Regions from separate parts of the Salmo salar genome. Here region 1 is linked to region 2. Evidence: chromatin contacts called from public Hi-C data. All regions are on one chromosome and are shown on one strand. The core of a region is the stretch at or near the end of the contact, and the rest is flanking DNA. Distances in the headings are between cores, read along the strand shown. Region 1 holds the start of LOC106567013 (adenylate cyclase type 6). Region 2 overlaps LOC106567013 (adenylate cyclase type 6).

What was found. Hi-C and Micro-C count contacts between places; a contact is called where the count stands out from the background.
Region 1: a Hi-C map of gill shows a contact between it and region 2, with 4 times the contacts expected there. The contact joins the promoter of LOC106567013 here to the enhancer-like site in region 2. A contact is called at or near these places in 2 of 3 Hi-C or Micro-C datasets (gill and muscle).

The regions. Positions count from the first base shown.
Region 1 is chrssa13:43,554,761-43,561,270 of Ssal_v3.1, reverse strand. It overlaps LOC106567013 (adenylate cyclase type 6), which reads left to right and starts at 4,888. Exons shown (of 23, transcript XM_014135781.2): 1 at 4,888-5,118.
Region 2 is chrssa13:43,494,335-43,500,695 of Ssal_v3.1, reverse strand. It overlaps LOC106567013 (adenylate cyclase type 6), which reads left to right. Exons shown (of 23, transcript XM_014135781.2): 4 at 2,911-3,060; 5 at 3,356-3,477; 6 at 4,512-4,623; 7 at 4,853-4,980; 8 at 5,132-5,290; 9 at 5,644-5,785; 10 at 6,126-6,263. Among protein-coding and RNA genes, the nearest start is that of galnt6, 26 kb to the right of the region's middle. Within about 2 kb of position 3,070, at least 1 of the 13 cell types and tissues checked has an H3K27ac peak or open chromatin away from gene starts, as enhancers often do. A contact at or near this core is called in gill, where this site is marked.

The DNA of each region.
Region 1 (6,510 bases), core at 3,639-6,138, 59 kb before region 2:
ATTCAAATGTAACTCAATGTTCTTTGTTTGTGTATAGGAGCCATTCGAAAGAACCCTGCAACCCAGGATGCCACTGATGAAGGGCTCCAGATTCAGGTCACCCTTAAAGGGACCTCCGATTGTGAAGGGGAGAGGGATTCGCTTCAGTGAGGGTCAACATCAAGTCTCCCTCTACCTGTCACAAAGCCAGCCTCCTAAACCACAATGTTCCAACAGCTGAACCCTGGGCTGATTACTGCACCCTACCACACACTTACCATTTATTCATTTTCTGTACACAATGAAATCACTTTTGTCTACCGGACCAATGCAATTTGAAATGAAAACTTGTAGTATAATTTTTAAGAAGGCTTCTAAAGTTTGTAATTTCCACTTTAAAATTACAGACTTAATTTGCCCTTACTAAACATATATCAACCCCTACAAAAATGTCTATTCATTATAATCAACATAATAATTCACAATTCCTGTTGCTGTATGATTATTTTCCTGCTGTAGCAAATTGGTTAAAATTAAGATCCTACATCTGTAGGCTGCTTTTCTAAAATCGTATTTTCTTGTACTTGATTTGGTTTATTTAGTATGTTTATTAAAATGTTATATATTTACAATGTCACTAATTTGATTACTTTCCAGTGTTACTTTTGTCGCCATTGCACTGTGTGAGAAGCCTGCAAGTACATGAAAACAACATTTGATTTGACTGGATTTTATTTTTGTCATCACCAGTGGATCCAGGTGACCAGGACTGGCCCTCGATATCTGATATATACTGCTCAAAAAAATAAAGGGAACACTTAAACAACACAATGTAACTCCAAGTCAATCACACTTCTGTGAAATCAAACTGTCCACTTAGGAAGCAACACTGATTGACAATAAATTTCACATGCAAATGGAATAGACAACAGGTGGAAATTATAGGAAATTAGCAAGACACCCCCAATAAAGGAGTGGTTCTGCAGGTGGTGACTACAGACCACTTCTCAGTTCCTATGCTTCCTGGCTGATGTTTTGGTCACTTTTGAATGCTGGCGGTGCTTTCACTCTAGTAGTAGCATGAGACGGAGTCTACAACCCACACAAGTGGCTCAGGTAGTGCAGCTCATCCAGGATGGCACATCAATGCGAGCTGTGGCAAGAAGGTTTGCTGTGTCTGTCAGCGTAGTGTCCAGAGCATGGAGGCGCTACCAGGAGACAGGCCAGTACATCAGGAGACGTGGAGGAGGCCGTAGGAGGGCACCAACCCAGCAGCAGGACCGCTACCTCCGCCTTTGTGCAAGGAGGAGCAGGAGGAGCACTGCCAGAGCCCTGCAAAATGACCTCCAGCAGGCCACAAATGTGCATGTGTCTGCTCAAACGGTCAGAAACAGACTCCATGAGGGTGGTATGAGGGCCCGACGTCCACAGGTGGGGGTTGTGCTTACAGCCCAACACCGTGCAGGACGTTTGGCACCTCGTGAGTGCTCAACCACTCTGGAGGGACGCCCACCTCGTGAGTGCTCGACTACTCTGGAGGGACGCCCACCTCGTGAGTGCTCGACCACTCTGGAGGGACGGCCACCTCGTGAGTGCTCATCCACTCTGGAGGGACGCCCACCTCCTGAGTGCTCATTGATAACTGGGAACATGTTAGGTCATTTTCACTGCTTCTAATGTGCTCATTGATAACTGGGAACATGTGGGGTCATTTTCACTGCTTCTAATTTCCTTATTAAACCGTTCAAACTGATGTCATTTGGAAATGCTGCTCTGAAAATCTTTCTGTTTATTTATTTTCATAGCATTTTGTCCCGTCCCTAAACATCTGCTGAGTGAGAGAAGCACCGATGAAAGAGAAAACATTACTGATGTCAACTAGATCGAAGCATTCATCGATTTATGACATTATTCTGGTGAGCAAGGGTTTATTTAGTCTTCTAGGGCAGTAATGACAGAAAATAAGCTGCATGTATCTAATTATAGACACATTGTCTAACAAATAGCCTACCAAAATGTAGGAAATTATAATGCAGAAACATATCTAAATTAGACGTAAAAAAAGAAATCCCGCACCCCCTGTCAAAGAAATTGTTCCGCCGTCTCTTGACTGTAGAGCGCATTTCCTATCGGCCTATTTGCAGGTTAGGGTTGGGTGCAGGCAATTGCGGGCGGGTGCGGGTGAACAAACAGCTGACCCGCGCATCACTAACACACACACACACACACACACACACCCTTTAAACCCCCTATGATCATTTGAGACCTTCTTTCAAAGTCACTTCTTTCAAAGTCACTCTTCTTCTAGCCATGGTAGCCAAAATAATGAGCAACTGGACATTTTTATCCACAACCCTAAGCATGATGGGATGTTAATTACTTAATTAACTCAAGAACCACAACTGTGTGGAAGCACCTGCTTTCAATATATACTGAACAAAAATATAAACGCAACATGCAACAATTTCAAGGATTTAACAGTTAATATAAGGAAATCAGTCAATTTTAATTAATTAATTAGGCCCTAATCTATGGATTTCACATGACTGGGCAGGGGCGCAGCCATGGGTGGGCCTGGGAGGGCATAGGGAGCCAGACCCAGTTTTTCCCCACAAAAGGGCTTTATTGCAGACAGAAATACTCCTCAGTTCCATCAGCTGTCTGGGTGGCTGGTCTCAAGACGATCCCTCAGGTGAAGAAGCCGAATGTGGAGGTCCTGGGCTGGCGTGGTTGCACGCCATCTGCGGTTGTGAGGTCGGTTGGATGTACTGCCAAATTCTCTGGCAACAGCTCTGGTAGACATTCCTGCTGTCAGCATACCAATTGCACGCTCCCTCAAAACTTGAGACACCTGTGGCCTTGTGTTGTGTCACAAAACTGTACATTTTAGAGTGGCCATTTTATTGTCCTCAGCAAAAGGTGGACCTGTGTAATGAGCATGCTGTTAATCATCTTCTTTATGCCACACCTGTCAAGTGGATGGATTATCTTGGCAAAGGAGAAATGCTCACTAACAGGGATGTAAACAAATTTGTGCACACAACTGGAGAGAAATACGTTTTTTGTGCGTATGAACATTTCTGGGATCTTTAATTTCAGCTCATGAAACATGGGACCAACACTTTACATGTTGCATTTATATTTTTGTTCAGTATACTTTGTATCCCTCATTTACTTAAGTGTTTCCTTTATTTTGTCAGTTACCTGTAGGTTATATGCCTAAGGTCCTTGGACATTAACGTAGTAGGCTAGCCTGCAGCCCTTAACAGTACATCTTGGCTAGCTGCAGTCCACATTGCCACTCTCTTGAGCCCCCTTTGTCCTGATCTTGTCCACATTCTGATTGTGCCCATATATAACCAACTCAGTGGCCTTGTGGTTAGAGTGTCTGCCCTGAGATTGGAACCAAAGACTGTAAAAACGGGAACCGATGCATCTCTGCTTGGCACTCAGCATTAAGGGCATTGATTTGGGATAAGGCCCTGCAGTATACTAGTGCCCTGTCTGGTGGGTGTACTTGTACATCAAACTGCCTCATGCTACAGAAACAGGAGAAATACTTGTGCAAAGTGACTTACTTACTAAGGTCCTTGGACGCTAAAGTAGTAGGCTGCACTCTTTAATGGTATATCTTGGTTAGCTGCAGTCAACATTGTCACTCTCTTGAGCTCCCTTTGTCCTGATCTTGTCCACATTCTACATTGTGGCCCCATTTGTTTAATAGGCGTGTAGAGATGATTCAAAGACACATTTCGATCTGATTGGGATTAAATCTTCCTGACCATTTCTGGAGGTAGTCTGGTGTGCATTGTGTCTGGATATCAATCAAGTGTAAACAGATCTGGATGGTCAAACCATTTAAATCATCATTATACTGGCCTCTAATATCCTTGACAGGTAGTACCATTGACTTATGGCATCAAATTGTCTTTAAATAAATCTTATTTTGAAATAATATCTGTCAAATATTTTGCATAGTGAGAGGCCCCAGCTAATCTTTTCACAATGCGGACAGAGTGAACGGAGAAGAGACACATTTTAATAGAATGTGCAGACACAACATTAGCTTTTGATTGGATCATATTGATCAGATCATTAAAAAACATGTTGGCGCAAAGTATAAACGAGGCTTTGTAGGCCTAACTAACTTTTACTGACTTTTTTAGTAATTTAGTAGTTCAATCTCCATCACATTCTTCATTGCTTGTCCCACTCAAAATAGCACTCATATTTGTGCAGTGGTGTAAAGTACTCAAGTAAAAATACTTGAAAGTACTACTTAAGTCATTTTTGGGGGTATCTGTACTTTACTTTACTATTTATATTTTTGAAAACGTGTACTTTTACCTCACTACATTCCTAAAGAAAATGATGTACATTTTACTCCATACATTTTCCCTGACACCCAAAAGTACTCGTTACATTTGGAATGTTTTTCAGGACAGGAAATGTTCTAATTCACACACTTATCAAGAGAACATCCCTGGTCATCCCTACTGCCTCTGATCTAGTGGACTCACCAAACACATGTTTGTAAATGATGTCTGAGTGTTGGAGCATGCCCCTGGCTATCTGTAAAAAAATCTATAAAAAATGTACAAAAATAAACTATGCTTGGTTTGCTTAATATGAGGTATTTGAAATTATTTATACCTTTACTTACTTTTGATAGGCCTACTTAAGTATATTTTAGAAAGTACATGTACTTTTGATACTTAAGTATATTTAAGTAGTATTTTACTGGGTGACTTTCACTTTTATTTTCTATTATGGTATCTTTGATTTTTTCCCAAGTATGACAATTGAGTACTTTTTTCACCACTGTATTTGTGTTGCCATTTGTTGTCCTATTATTAGTTCATGAGAAGTACTTCCCTACACACACATTCACACTGGAGCTACCTCTAGGGGGCTTACTGAGTTCATGAGAATGTATGAGGGTGAGAGAGCGTTGAGAAGAGCAAAGCGCGAACGAGAGATTTGTACATTTGGAGCCGTTCCCTTCGATTGTCGCCTACGGACGTCGATTGATAAACGTTTTCATCTGAAACGAGAAGACAGCGAAGCATGTCTACCAACGCAGAGGGAGAAAAGTAGTCCATATTGCGCGCTATTCGTACAAGGGTGTCAGTCAATGTGGTAAGTACAAGCCCTCCCGCTGTCCTAGGTTTCTGGCCAACTGTTTTTGTAGGCTACAACAACGCTACAATAGTAGCAAGTCGACTAGTATCAGTGTAGTTATAGAAAACACTAGTGCTACAAAATGTCAACAGAACATCCGAGGTTACAATGTTGAGAGTCGGCCTCTTAAGGCAAAGTGTTGCAGTAGCCTGTAGCCAAGTCTCAAGGTGGCATGTTATGTTATGCAGGTATTTGCACTGTATTGTTTTACATGGCACTATCGACCATGTAGCTAGTAACAAGCCTATAGGCTATGTGTAAGCTTCATATATTTGTTGAGGCCTTTACTAAATAAGGATACATTCTAGGTGCATTTACAAGAAGGGACTTACCGAGAAGGACCCGGTTTAGGACATGTATCATGTTCTCTCACCATAAAAATATGCTTGAAGGTGCATCAGGGTATCATGACTTTGCCAATACTGTAGGCCAGGGATCATTAACTAGATTTTCTGGAGTGGATGGTCGGGGGTCCGGAACATAATTATAAATAATTTGTAGACTGCAAATTGACCTCAAGAAGCACAGGTGTATTTGGTTAAAACATCATCATTTCGAACCTTGTTTACACTTGTATACGATCAGGTGTCTCTCTATAATGCGTGGGAATAATTGGGAACAGATTTTCCTAAATTAAAATGACTTGGAGCTTATATATATATATATATATATATATATATGTTATTTTACTCAGGCCGCCAGTTGGGGAACCCTGCTATACTACTTGTCTAGAGTTTATCTGAGAAGTTGGTAGAGAGATTTTAAGTGATGACCGTTACTCCTGACCTAAATTCTGGCGTCGAATGGTAAGGCTATAGGGTCTTAAATGGATAACAAACGTCAGTGCAAGGAAACAGACACCCCGTTATATAGGCCTAAGCAATGTTTGAGAAGTATAGGATACTTGCCGTAACTGCAACGAAATGTCAGCAGTCTGGCAGGGTAAAGGCTGGTTAACATAGGCTACACATACAAACGGTGCGTCCGATGGAATCAGTGTGTTCGGCTGGCCTTCTTGCAACCAAATAGGCTATATGCAGATAGTTGATTGCATGTCACATATTATAGAGGCCTATTTATCGCAAACATCCTGAGAATGATGTGGTCTTTAGTCCTGCATATAGATAATATACATTCAAACTCAATATATAACCTATATATATATTCATTTACAACGTTGACAACTGTTTTCCCGGTTTATCCAGAGTCAGTAAGAATAGAAATACGTATTTTTTATTTTTTATTTTTTATGATATCTCGAGCGGATGCTGCTGTAAATGCATGCATGCGCTGTTCTGTTTGTGTTACATAACCGCTGCTGTGTGCTCGAGCTGTGTGTCTGACCGGCGG
Region 2 (6,361 bases), core at 1,821-4,320:
CCATGTGTAAGCCATACATATGACTAAAAACATATGTGTTTTTGGATCAACGTCCAATACTATTCTTTGTCTAGACTCAGTGGCTACTACACGTCGGCTGGTCCCACTATAAATAAACTACAACTTATAGGCTTTATAAAACATTTATTAAGTCTTCATAAAGATGACATGGGTGCTTCACAAGTCATGTTTGAGCAAAGTCACACTACAGTAGCTACACGTCTGTTTTACCTCGTAATCGTAGACGAAGACGTACTGGACACTATCAGTAGAATCCAATGAAGCGAATGGCCCTTTGCAAAGCACGCACATGCAAGGAAGTATGCAGTGGGTGTACGAATGCACAGATACACAAACATGTTTGGCCACATACCAGCATCGACTTACATATGCTGGTAGTGATGTTGGAGATAAATAAATACCAAGTACGGCAGTAAAGGCGCACTATCCTCCAGCTATAATATACAACTGAAAACAACTTGAAGTGTATTGTATTACACTTCACACTCTGATCTTTGAGCAGAGTCTGCGCTGCATTTTTGAGTGGTGCATACTTGCCATGTTTGGTAATGCCATTTGATTGATTTTGTGGAAATTGTTCAGCCTAAAGCCTGGCTGTTTTAGAATCTTGTCTGTTAAGACCAACTGTTCCAGAATGTTCTGAGGAGAACAGAGCACACCACATTGCCATCCTTGTGGGATTTGATTTAGTTGCAATAGTTCTATTCAACTTCTGTGGAACTGGTTGTTCTGATGGTCCAGTAGATACGCTCCCCCCAAAAATACCATATTGTTCACTTTGAGGAGAGCAGAGTCCATAAAAGGAATGGCCTTAGAACTTCTATGGAACTGGTCTAGAATGTTGTTCTGAGAACAGCAGAACACACCAGTCAGTCTCTAAGTCATTTCCTTCATTAATCTCCATCAGACAACAACATGGCCATCTGGCTGTGATAAGGTCCGCTTCACCCAGGGTCTGAGGCTGTCTGTCTTTTTCTCATTAGGGATGAAATAGTCTGTCCTCTGGTCAAGGGTCAAGCTATTTTCCCAGGCTGAGAGAGAGAGAGATCTTGTAGTCATGTGTGTTCAGTGTACACCATTGGATGTGGACAAAATCACTTACAGACACTGGCTTGTTGCCTGTAGAGGGTGTGTGTGCGCAGCAGAGGAATGTTCTCGAGGTCAACGACCTCACTAAGCTAACTGCAGGCTATCCTAACTTCACTTAGCTAGCCTAATGCTGTTGTGTTGGTCTAGTCTAACTGTAGGCTAAACTTCTAAACTTCATTTGAGCCAGCCCATGCATATAAGCCTACAATGCGGTTGTGTTTTGCTGCAGTGGGCTCATAAACAATTCACATTCGCCTAGTCTCTTCCCCACTGCCGCTGTGTCTGAAAACACAAGCGCCCTGTGAATTTAAGCAAATCAGACTAGCATTTGCCTATCTGCACAGTGCGAGAAATAGTGAGCCTCCTCTCTCAATCAGTTCCTAGTGTCTATCTGTACGGAGGAATAGTGGAGTAAGGAAGAAGCGTGGGCCTTCTGTCTCTGACCCCGTTTCTTTGTATTGTCTATGATTATGCGTTGTGTTTTGATGCGTTGTCAGATCCAATAAGGGAAGCAGACAGACAGACGGGCAACATAATGCTGTCCTATTGATGTCCACTTAATCACTGAGCCAGTCACAATAAGGTTATTAACAGTATGAGAAAGGGAGGGAGAGCTAGACCAGAGACTATATACGGAATAGGGCACCATTTGGTACACACGCTTGGTCTATAATGTTGTATTGTAACCTACAGTCAATGTAGGTTTAACCCTCTACTCCAGGTTGTGTATAGTTACAGAAATGTAAATTCCCAGTAACACCTGTAAATATATAGATTCCCCGGTAAATCTGTACATTTACCAGTATGAAGGGGAATGTATAGATTTTCAAAAAGAATGTGTAGATATCCCGACTTCCCAATTATAGCCTAGAAGACATCTCAAGAATGTCCACTTTTGGAAAGACACAAGGTTTTTCTCATCATCTCTAACCATATACTGTATATCATACCTAATTTGTGTATCCAGACATTTCTGGATTAGATGTCTAGATTTCGTGCTGTAAATCTTATGACATGGTGATGGTGAATGGTCGTATTCAACCTCACCCAGGTCACACCAGGTTCTCTCTGTCACAACAGAGTGTATACTTACATTTCTCTCTTTTCTCTCTCTCTCTCTCTCTCTCTCTCTCTTCCCACCTCCCTTTCTCTTGTCTCTCGCTCTCTCTCCATCGCTCTTTTCTCTCTTTCAAGTTCTAAAATGCTTTATTGGCATGACAAAAGTACTTGCATTGTCAGGAAAAACAATGTTGAATAATTCAACAGGACATAGATGACACGCAGAAACATTCATCTGAACTAGAATAGGTAATTAACATATAATACATTTATTCAACTTCAAACATAGCGATTTTCAAAGAATCTCAAAGCGCTTCAAAGCACAAAAAAACAACATAACATCATGGGATGGACAGTCATTAGAAAGTTCATGGCTTGAGTGGTCATCTGAGGGAGGTGGTCAAGCGGTAAGAAAATGTCCGGAGGCAGGCAGGCAGCTAGCGCGGTCTCAAGGTGTCTCTCTGTCTTATCCGTAGTAGACCTCGGATTTTGTTTGAGCTAAGCCACTGCGGTCCGTGGACTCCGTAGTAGGTAGCTAGCTAGCTACTCCTTCGCTTCTATCAAAATGAAGGGGCGCCCACTTGGATGACTAGGGCAGTTACGTGGTGCCAGAAAGCGCACCACATGTCAATAATAATTCAAGATCTCTCTCCCTCTCTTCTCTAGCTCAGTGGGAACATATGATAACATTGTGAAATGTGTAACCTTACATGTCGCTCGCTCTCTCTCCCTCCCCTCCAGCTGAGTGCCAACGTGTTGATCTTCCTGTGCACCAACATGATAGGTATCTGTACCCACTACCCTGCCGAGGTATCTCAGAGACAGGCCTTTCAGGAGACCAGGGGGTATATCCAGGCCCGGCTCTACCTACAGAGAGAGAATCAGCAACAGGTAGGCTACACACACACACACACAGGCATACATTTACACAAGCCATTACACTTGTTGACCTAACTATATTTTCAAATTATTGTGGGTCAACAATATAGAGTATTTCTGAATGCCTCTATACTCTACCAACATGTTCCCACGCAGTATTCCAACCAATGACTGGCACTCAAGGCAGTGACTCATTGAGGTTTCTAGCTGTTGAAACACATGAAAGGGAATGGGTTGAGTGCTTTTCTCTCACTTCTCTGTCTCTCTCTCTCTCTGTCTCTCTCTGTCTATCATACACATTTTCCAGGAGCGCCTGTTGCTGTCGGTGCTGCCGAGGCACGTTGCCATGGAGATGAAGGCAGATATCAACGCCAAGAAGGAAGATATGATGTTCCACAAGATCTACATCCAGAAACATGACAACGTCAGGTAACCATGGACACACACCCTTTCCCTCTGCCATAACCATGGACACACACTGACCATTTCACTCTCTTCCCGCAACAAGTGGTGCTGAGGTCAAAATGTGACACATCTGTATTGGCTCAAATGACAAAACTGCCACAGTTCCTCAAATCCTCTTAAAGCACATTAAAGGAAAGAATCCAAGGTCCCTCCCTGGGACTGCTTCCTCCAATGAACTTTGAGAGGAATTGAGGAAACAAGGATGGAGGAAGCAAGCATATGAAAGCCAGTAATTTTTTCAGACATTGCCGTGGCCCCATATCCACAAAGTGTCTGAGTAGGAATGCTGATCCAGGATCAGTCCATGCTATTTTATTAAGTATTAACTAAAACGCTAAACTGATCCTAGGTCAGCACTCCTACTCTGAGTTGTTTTGTGGACCCTGGACTACCTGATCTAACACCACCAGCCTCTTGACCCAGATATTAGTCTAAACTCTATTCAATCACCATCAAGATGTGTTGAATTAACACTGTGAAACTCCCCAGACATTCTCTCTCTATCGGTCTGTCTTCTATCATGTTGTTGTTGTTGTTGTTGTTGTTATTATTATTATTGAGTCAGAACATTGATCAAGAGGGCAACAGCGCCATCTCTCATCTCTCCACTAGAAGTGTCAACATTCCAGTTGTTTTTCCTCTTCCTTGTAATTATTACCACAAATTAGAAAATGAGAATCGTGCTGAGATGTCTTCACTGGGAAGGGAGGGAGGACTGAAGGTGACCTATATGAGTCCAGACGAAAAGCTGAACAGAATAAATGCCTCTCTATCTCAACAAGAGATGGCGGGAGGGAGCAGACAGGCCGGTCGGCGCATGACCATGCCAATGATGGGTTATTGATCTATCTCTCTGTCTCTCCCTCTTCCCCCTCTCTCTCTCTCCTTCTTTCATTCTCTCTTTTTCCTCCCTCTGTCTTACAATCTTTCTTACTCCCGCTTTCTCTTTCTCTCTCGCTCTCTCTCTCCCTGTCTTTCTTTCTCTCTCCATCCAACAGTATACTGTTTGCAGACATCGAAGGATTCACCAGCCTGGCATCACAATGCACCGCACAAGAGTTGGTCATGACACTGAATGAACTTTTCGCTCGCTTCGACAAACTAGCTTCGGTGAGCAGTTAGACATCATATAATCAGTCACTTCAACCCCGTACGTCAGATTTCAAACCTATTATAGATGTACTCTTTACTTTTAAATTGTGGATTTTGCATCGCCCATAGTGACGTGTGATTCATTGGCTACTGGCCACTTACATTTGTGTTGTGTAATGCTCCGTAATACATTTAACATTTGATGTGTAAACTACTCCCTAACCCTGAACCTGTGTGTGTCCTATAGGAGAACCACTGTCTGAGGATCAAGATCCTTGGAGACTGCTACTACTGTGTGTCTGGACTGCCTGAACCCAGGGCCGACCATGCACACTGCTGTGTGGAGATGGGAGTGGACATGATAGAGGCCATCTCGTGAGTCACACACACTAATGAATAACCTACTTTGAATTAGTAGAAAGCACATTTTGGCTTGTCTAGAATCTATCGTAACAGGGGGTTTTCGGTGTGTGTCTGCGCAAGCTTCTGTGTGTCTAACTGTGTGTGTGTGTTTGTCTCCCTGCAGGCTGGTGAGAGAGGTCACAGGGGTCAATGTGAACATGCGTGTGGGTATCCATAGCGGCCGGGTCCACTGTGGGGTGCTGGGACTCAGGAAGTGGCAGTTTGACGTATGGTCCAACGATGTCACTCTAGCCAATCACATGGAGGCAGGGGGTGCGGCAGGGTAAGCCCCTCCCAACACACCATAGAAAACTCCAATAGGGTTGCACTTGATCTGCTGCTAAACATTTAGTTGCACATGCAAGTTCAAGCCTTTATTTTTTTTTTAATTGTAAAAAATAAACATTTGTCTTTGGCTTACAGGCATATGGCTCGGACGCATCACAATTCGACACAAATAGAGGATAAAACACACGCTTGATAATACAATAAATCTAACTAGATGTGGGGCATCATAATAAAGTGTTAGTATTGATTACATTCTTTCTGGTACTGCAGTCCTCGAGATTCAAAATGTCCTCTGATGTACTGTGTCGATGTGACCCCTTGTCCTTGTGTGTATGTGTGTGTTACTAGGCGTATCCACATCACCAAGGCCACCCTACAGTACCTGAATGGGGACTATGAGGTGGAGCCAGGGTTCGGAGGGGACAGGAACGCCTATCTGAAGGAGAACAACATCGAGACATTCCTGGTGCTGGGGTGCAGCCAGAAAAGGGTCTGTTGTTTAATTAACGAGTTAAATCAATCGTTTTTTTTTTTTCATTTATACTAGGAAAAAGAATAGTTTATTGTCCATTGTCAGTTTCAGATCACAGAAATTCTTCATTTCCTTTAGTTATCCATTTATTAATTGGTTTCCTCTTTTTCTCCTGGATGGTACTTATCATTAATTATTAATTGAATTATCAAAAAGAATGTGTATTGTTCAAAATCTCTGTCAGAATCTATGTTGGTAATAGTATTGAATTTTTTGGGAATTAAAAAATACTGTGGAACAATATTCAAATGTCCAGTGTGAATAAGGTCCATTGGTGTGGTCATTTCCCTCCCCGCAGAAAGAGGAGAAGGCAGCGATGGCCAAGAGTGCCATGATGCAGCGGGCACGTGCCAACTCCACTGAGGGCCTGATGCCACGCTGGGTACCCGACACAAGGTTCTCCAGGACCAAGGACTCCAAAGTCTTCAGGCAGATGGTGAGAAACTGATTACCTGAAATGGTCTGAGAGCAAATGATTGCTCTATATAGCTAGGATCCCGTCCAATTGGCGACAGATTTTCATGCGAGTATTCT